2 separate regions of the Danio rerio genome follow, and region 1 is linked to region 2. Evidence: chromatin contacts called from public Hi-C data. All regions are on one chromosome and are shown on one strand. The core of a region is the stretch at or near the end of the contact, and the rest is flanking DNA. Distances in the headings are between cores, read along the strand shown. Region 1 holds the start of adat2 (adenosine deaminase tRNA specific 2). Region 2 holds the start of aig1 (androgen-induced 1 (H. sapiens)).

Evidence for each region. A called contact is a pair of places that touch in the nucleus more often than the background predicts.
Region 1: a contact with region 2 is called in a Hi-C map of an unstated tissue, with 2.9 times the contacts expected there. The contact joins the promoter of adat2 here to the promoter of aig1 in region 2. A contact is called at or near these places in 3 of 18 Hi-C or Micro-C datasets (caudal fin, hematopoietic stem cells and an unstated tissue) and 2 of 4 datasets of contacts at active chromatin or transcription factors (caudal fin and embryo).

Annotation. Positions count from the first base shown.
Region 1 is chr20:41,038,936-41,042,963 of GRCz12tu, reverse strand. adat2 (adenosine deaminase tRNA specific 2) reads left to right here and starts at 2,061. Exons shown (of 6, transcript NM_001083097.1): 1 at 2,061-2,236. The coding sequence starts at 2,144. It overlaps pex3 (peroxisomal biogenesis factor 3), which reads right to left and starts at 1,980. Exons shown (of 12, transcript NM_200228.1): 1 at 1,762-1,980; 2 at 1,258-1,389; 3 at 1,101-1,182; 4 at 827-870. The coding sequence starts at 1,834.
Region 2 is chr20:40,767,922-40,772,140 of GRCz12tu, reverse strand. aig1 (androgen-induced 1 (H. sapiens)) reads right to left here and starts at 1,951. Exons shown (of 9, transcript XM_073933551.1): 1 at 1,759-1,951.

The DNA.
Region 1 (4,028 bases), core at 812-3,311, 270 kb before region 2:
AAGATTTTTTGATTGAGAATGTTAAAAAGGAAATTCTGTAAAATAAAAAAATATTCAATTATATTAAATTTTAAAAGGAATGAGTGAATTGAAATGTCAACATTTTTACTGTAATTTTACTGTTCATAAACAAAATAAATTCAATTGCTATATACAAAATATTTATTCTCAATAAAAACAATAGGGCGTCACAGTGGCGCAGTGGGTAGCATGATCATCTCACAGCAAGAAGGTTGAGGATTCGAGCCCTGGCTGGGTAAGTTGGCATTTCTGTGTGTAGCATGTTCTCCTCGTGTTCTCGTGGGTTTCCTCTGGGTGCTCCAGTTTCCCCCACAATCTAAAGACATGTGCTATAGGTGAATTGAATAAATTAAATTGGCCGTAGTGTATGTGTGCATGTCAGAGTGTATGATGAGTGTTTTCAAGTGCTAAGTTGCCTGCTGAAAGTGCATCCGCTGCGTAAAACATATGCTGGATAAGTTGGCGGTTCATTCCGCTGGGGCAACCCCTGATTAATAAAGGGACTAAGCTGAAAGAAATGACTGAATGAAAAAAAAAACAATAGGCGACACAGTGGTGCAGTGGGTAGCAAGATTGCATAAACTAAATTGGCCATAGTGTATCTAGTGAATGAGGATGTATGGATGTTTTCCAGTCTTGGGTTGCAGTCGGAAGGGCATCCACTGTGTAAAACATATGCTGGATAAGTTGGCGGTTCATTCTGCTGGGGCAACCTCTAATTAATAAAGAGACTAAGCCGAAAAGAAAATGAATGAATGAAAAAACAATATATGACAAACTACATAAAAATGAGAAATAATCTCACTTATAATCTTTAGATCCTCCCAGATTTCAAGTTTATTTGCTGGCCTGTAGAGAAAGACATGATCACTTGCGTCATTTATATTCTTTTACGTTTATAATGTAGTTAAGCTTCTACAACACACACACACACACACACACACACACACACACACACACACACACACACACACAAACACAAACACACACACACAAACACACACACAAACACACACACACACACACACACACACACACACACACACACACACACACACACACACACGTGCATAACTCACTTAGTCTTCAGCAAAGCAGTGAGACTCTCTGAGTTCAGGTGATGGATGATTGCCTCTCGGAGAGTGGGGAGCATTGATAACACTACAAAAAACAAATTACATACTCCATAAATAATTATAACAACATAAACATCAGTTATGGCGGTATTTAGTTTACCTGTCATGTTGCATGTCCTTTGGTTGCTTTCAAAATGAAACTGTCTCCGAGCTTGAGCAATGTATTCAGCTGCCTCTCGCTCCTGCATCTCCTGAATTTTTCTCTGTGCATATTTACCAAGCAGATAAACACCTGCAAATAAAAAGTTTGAGATTACAATATAGTATAGCATCCATGTTAACAAAGTGATATGCTGCAAGCAAGAACTATTCAGTTAAATAAAGCCTTTCTGTTGACTAAAAATACCAGGGCAAAGTCCATTTCAACTTTGATTTGACTATGCCAATAGAAAAACTAGGTGACAGGTGAACTGAGATTGAAGGGCTGAATGTGGAAAAAATATATAATGGTTGTCAACACTGTAATAACACGCTAAACTACACATCACATCATATTAACATGCTATAGCTACAAGTATTTTATTAAAAACAAGAAATAGTTACAGCTAGTGAACAGTCACTGATATGTATGCATGGATGAGGTTCAGTTGCCCACGTTAGTTACCTCCAACAAACACCCCAGTGAAGATGAATTTCCTCTTATGGCGTTTGATGAAATTCCATGTAGAACTCAACATTTTAACAGACTTGACACCGAAAATTAAAAGAAATAAGAGAAGCAAGAGCGGGTTTAGACGTAACTCACTAGCTAGCACAATGCTACATGGCAATAAGTTCTCATGTTAGCTGCAGACAGGCTAACTGCAGATAACAGATAGAGTCTATTCGGTCGATCGATTACTCGGTCTGTTCACCACCCTGAGGTGTCCATCGGTTATTACAGTCCTCCGTAAACACGTGCAGGGAAAACGCTGTTGTTTTTTATATTTGTGCTGACTTTACTTTATTTGTACGCTTACAAGTTTGTTATTGACACGTATATAGGGATGCAAGAAGTCGGTGTTGATCCCGAGAAGAATGATTTTCTGCAGCCCTCAGATAGTGAGGTACAAACATGGATGGCAAAGGCGTTTGATATGGTAAAGCTTCTTTGGTGTTTAACGTTTCTTTTATTGAGGTAAAGTTGGTTTTATATTAGGACATTCTGAATTTTTCCCTTAATAATATAATTTATTATAATATAAATTATAGTGGGTAGTGCTGTTGCCTCACAAGCATGAAGGTCGCTGGTTCAGTTGGCGTTTCTGTGTGGAGTTTGCACGTTCTCCCCGTGTTCGCGGAAAAAATACGTACTTTTAGAACCACTTTGCTTTTGGAACTGGAATTCCAGAAGGGAACAGACTTGACTGCTACACCGGGTTGCGCACCCCTGCCCTAAAATTCACTCCATCTGAAATGTTCATCTATTAACTAAAATTGATTAAAACAATAATAGTACTAGAGTTATGACAACAATGAGAGTGACTGAGTTGAGTTTCATTAATGGAACCCTTCCCATAGAGAAGATACATGGATAAATAGATCAATAAACTCACTTTAAATACAATGCCGATGAGATTAAGTAAATTGTGTAATGGGTGGTTTAGTTTAAACCAGCAACAACAATTTTATGTGTTCCATGTTACCTAAATGTCTGTTTAAAGCCCACCAAAAAGCCTAATTTTAGGCCACACTACAGTCATTACTATTATTTTACATTTATTTGTTAACCTAGCGCATTTAAAATTTGCTTAACTTCTTGTCCTTGTTTTATCCATCATAATAATAATTTTATGTTTTAATCAATTTAGATAAAAAAAAAAAAAAGAATTTTGACTGAGAATGTTAATGAAAGTCTATGAGGGAATGCATTTTGCGTCAGCGGTGTATTTCTCGGCACAACACTGGTTTCCCCCACAAGTCAGAAGACATGCTGTAGGTGAATTTGGTAAGCCAAATTGTCTGGAGTGTTTGTCTGTGAATGAGTGTATGGGTGTTTCCTAGCAATAGGTTGCATCACCTGCGTAAAAATATGCTGGATGAGTTGGTGGTTCCTTCCACTGTGGCGACCCCTAATTAATAAAGGGATTAAGCTGTAAAGAAAATGAATAAATGAATATCATCAGCCAATGACTATCAGAGCACAACAGTGCTCACTCACAGTCGATCAAATAGTGCTAATGTTGTTCTTAAGTCCTTTTTACATGTGGTTTCACACAGAATAAGAAAAATACCATGGTAAGCAATATAGGGATCGTGTCACAAGTTGGCACTAAACAAATGTACCAATGTAAAACCAACTTTACATTACCCTTAATGTTTCTTTTTCAGTATTCATCATGCCTACTGTCATATCCTCTTTTAGTTATTGCAGTACAAAGTTATAGTTACTGTGAAATCACAATAATTTAACTTGTTGCATTTGTTTTGGTCAAGTTAAAATATGCTTTAAGAAAGATATTAATACTAATTACAGTGTTTTTAAAATAGTTTTTTTTCCAAAGAATAATTATTGTCACTTGTCTTTGAAAGAGAAAAACTATTGTGTGTATTGTTATATGCAAATTATTATTTATTTTCTATGAAGACCATTTCAATGTGTTCATGTCATTGGCCCGTGAACATTTCCTGCTTGTTATCAAACTATTTCATAACTGTAACAAGAGGCAATTCAATCAAACCTTAATGTAAAACAGCTATCACAACATTATTTATCAATATGTGGCTCTTTTTGGATTCTCAGAAGCTATAGACCAATTACCATGTTTGTAAACATTCAGGATGCGCACGCAGGGAGGTGGCAGAAAAAAACGGGATTGCCAGCATTTACAGCGAGGGAATGACATCAGATGCGGTGCAGAGTTTGTTGTTGTCTTAGAAATAAAATGTATT
Region 2 (4,219 bases), core at 702-3,201:
GCCCATTGGATTACATTGAAATAAAACTGGATAAAAGCTGCATAAAGCTGAAATCCTCAAATCCAGGATCTAAACCCAGGAAATGACAGCAGAGCTGGGAAATGTTTGTAATGTAATACTTGTGTACTGCTTAATGTTCAAATGCAATAGGATATGTGAAGAAATCATATTCAGATCATCTATAGCAGGAGTGTCCAAACTCGGTCCCCAAGGGCCGGTGTCCTGCATGGTTTAGCTCCAACTTCGTTCAACACACATCCCTGGAAGTTTCTAGTATACCTAGAAAGAGCTTGATTAGCTTGTTCGGGTGTGTTTAATTAAGATCGGAACTAAAATATGCAGGACAAAGGCCCTCCAGGACTGACTTTGGACATGCCTGATCTATAGCCATAAGAAAACCAAATAATGTCAATAGTTGTCATCATACTTCATCAGTAGATTGATAAAATTAGAAATGATCTTTTTTGTATTACCCGCTTTCTCAAATGTTATCTTTGAATATGCAAATGAGGTCATGAAGTAGGTGTTAGTTTACATGTACAGTTGAAGTCAGAATTATTAGCCCCCTTTGAATTTTTTTCTTCTTTTTAAAATATTTTCCAAATGATGTTTAACAGAGCAAGGAAATTTTCACGGTATTTCTGATTATATTTTTTCTTCTGGAGAAAATCTTACTTGTTTCATTTAGGCTAGAATAAAAGCAGTTTTTTTAAAAAACATCATTTTAGAGACAAAATTATTACTCCCTTTAAGCTATATTTTTTCTCGATAGTCTACAGAAAAAAACACTGTTATACAATAACTTGCCTAATTACCCTTACCTGTCTAGTTAACCTAATTAACCCAGTTAAGCCTTTAAATGTCACTTTAAGCTAAATAGTAGTGTCTTGAAAAATATCTAGTAAAATATTATTTACAGTCATCATGGTAAAGATAAAATAAATCTGTTATTAGAAATGAGTTATTAAAAACATTATGTTTAGAAATATGTTGAAAAAAATCTGCTCTCCATTAAACAAAAATTGGGGAAAAATAAATAAGAGGTCTAATAATTCAGAGGGGCTAATAATTCTGACTTCAACTGTATGTCTAGCACAAAAATTTGAACACTGAATAATCTCAGGTACAAACTTTTTTCTGTTTTTAACATTTTTTCAAAAATGCTTCTTTTCAGAATTTGTAGAATTGTATGCACAATATAAATTTGTAAATTTATAACGATAACCCTTTATAAAAAGAAAGAAAAAAACTCATATGAAAAAAAATGTGTAAGTGCTGCTGAAGTAGAAGACCTATTCTGAAAAACACTCAAATCTAACATACACCAATTGCTAGGTAAAATATAATTGTTTTGTTGTTAAAGCCAAAATAATATTAATAGCAAGCAGCTATAATACACAATTCACAACGTGTTTTTGGCGATGAAAAGCCACATACTAATAATAAAAAAAAATCTCTAAGTTGTCTTAAAACATGAAAACACTAAAAAAACACTATCCGGGAATCGGATACAGACCTAAATAACTCTACAGCTCATTCTGATTGCAAACAGACTGCAGCAAAACAAACGGTAAACAGTAACAATAAGGTACAGATACCCCAGTAAATAGTCCGACTTTCCAACATCAATTTAATTCACAATGTGCATAAACCATGTGGGTATTATTTTCAGATTTAGGCAAATGTGCAGCTGCCAAATTGCTTAAGCAATTTTCATTTGACCCTGAAGTGCTGAGGGTTTGAGCGGGAATATCTCACCTATATATATTCCCCGTCCCTCCAAACGGGATGCAACCTTATCTTGCTCGTTATCCAGGCCCAATAAGTAAAACATGACTGTACCCTACTTTTTTATTTCGCGTTGTAACCTTGAACAAACACCTACTGTGCCTGTACAAACGGGCCTAGTAAACAGTACTTCCTGTGATTCCCACATCTGAACAATGAACACTAGGTGGAGTTAAAGTGCACTGTTTTTGTGAACCTGCTCAGTTGCCTATTGAGGTAAGTTGTCAACTTCATTGTGGATGGATGGATAGATAGATAGATAGATAGATAGACAGACAGACAGACAGACAGACAGACAGACAGACAGACAGACAGACAGACAGACAGACAGACAGACAGACAGACAGACAGACAGACAGACAGACAGACAGACAGACAGATAGATAGATAGATAGATAGATAGATAGATAGATAGATAGATAGATAGATAGATAGATAGATAGATAGATAGATAGATAGATAGATAGATAGATAGATAGATAGATAGATAGAGTGGAATGTAGAATATTAGATGTAGAAATTAAGTTTACAACTGTCACACTTAAAGTATTTTAAGAACTAATAATTGGCCTATTTCAATTCAAGTAGTACTGGAGTATTTGGAAGTATTCTATGGTCATACTCAAAACTCATACAAGTATTAATCTGTTATTTCAGCCAAACAAAAATAAGTACAAAAAAATAGACTAATGAAGATCTGGTGTGCTACACGCTGTGATAGCTGTTTGAGTGAATAAATTAGCTATTTTTAAAGCGTTGATGTTGCCTTTTTTATATACTATAAGTCTTAACTAATAGGCCTACAAAAATTACTTTCAACACGGAGAGACTTTATACCTGAGGCATCTGGATATAAACTACTGTAATACAGTTAGCAAAGATGATTTAATATTCTTTTTGCATGTATTATTAAAGGTTTAAAGCGGAAAGTGCAGCTGAGGGTCAGTGAGAGTCCAGGGGACATTGTCTAAAACACTGCACCTGTGCATATGAGGCAGACGAAGAGAGCAGGAGACTGTGCTGCTTTCCAAGACAGAAAAATAGCTTTATCCTCATATTCTCTCATTCATTATTATTTTTTTATGTTGTATTGGTTGGTTCAAGGATGGATAATCATGAACCAACTGTTTCACTATAGGCTAGTTTCCAATGATAATTCTGTCGATTTTATAAAGCTTCTTCAGAGGTCAGTGTTCTGAGAAAACGGAAAAGTTATTGATTTACTGATTGATTCAGTGAGCCATTCTGCAAGCCTTCCTTATTTTCATAAGACACTTTGAGCAATTAACTGAACTCTCACTGCTTAATTACATTAATAAACACTTACATAACGCATAAACTTTTTAAAATATTTGCAGTTGAAGTCAGAATTATTATTTGATTTTGGTTTTCTTTTTTTTAAATATTTCCCAAATGATGTTTAACAGACCAAGGAAATTTTCACAGTATGTCTGATAATATTTTTTTCTTTTGGAAAAAAATCATTTGTTTTACTTTGGCTAGAATAAAAGCAGTTTTTAATTTTTTAAAAGCTATTTTCAGGACACAATTTTCAGCCCTTTTAAGGTATATTTTTTACTGATAGTCTGCAGAACAAATAATCATCATACAATAACTTGCCGAATTACTCTATAATTCATATAGAGTATAGTTACCCTAATTAACTTTGTTAAGCTTTTAAATGTCACTTTAAGCTGTATAGAATTGTCTTAAAAAACATCTAGTAAAATAGTTTTTACTGTCATCATGGCAAAGATAAAAGAAATCAGTTATTAGAGATAGGTTTTTAAAACTATTATGTTTTATTTATATATATATATATATATATATATATATATATATATATATATATATATATATATATATATATATATATATATATCTTTTATCAAATAAAATATATTGTGCTATATATATGATGTAAAATTCCATACAGCAAAGACTGGCACAAAGAATTCAAAACCTGGTTAAACTTTATTTTGATGGTTTTCTTTAGACGGTGTGTTGACTAAGTAACTTTGCAACTACATATCAACTAACACTCATTAGAGTTTTAGTAGAGTATTAATAGATTGATAGGTTAGGGTTAGGGCTAGTGGAACATCGTCGACATGTCCTTGCAAAGTTAATGATCATTAGAATTTTTTTTGAAGCCCATCTATCCAGCAACCTATTAGCACCTTTAAAGCAAACAGACTGCTAATACCAACGCTGCCTCATTGGAAATACATGCTTTAGTCTGGGCTAGACAATACGGCAAAACAAATTATCAAGATATAATGTTTTATATAATTCAGTATCTAATATTACGTCATATTTTTTAACAATCCATTTAGAAATAAAGTCCATAATTGTTTTTTAAATTTTATTATCATTTAACCACTTTATTTTAATTGACTGACATTACTAAAGCAAATAGTTTTAATAGTAA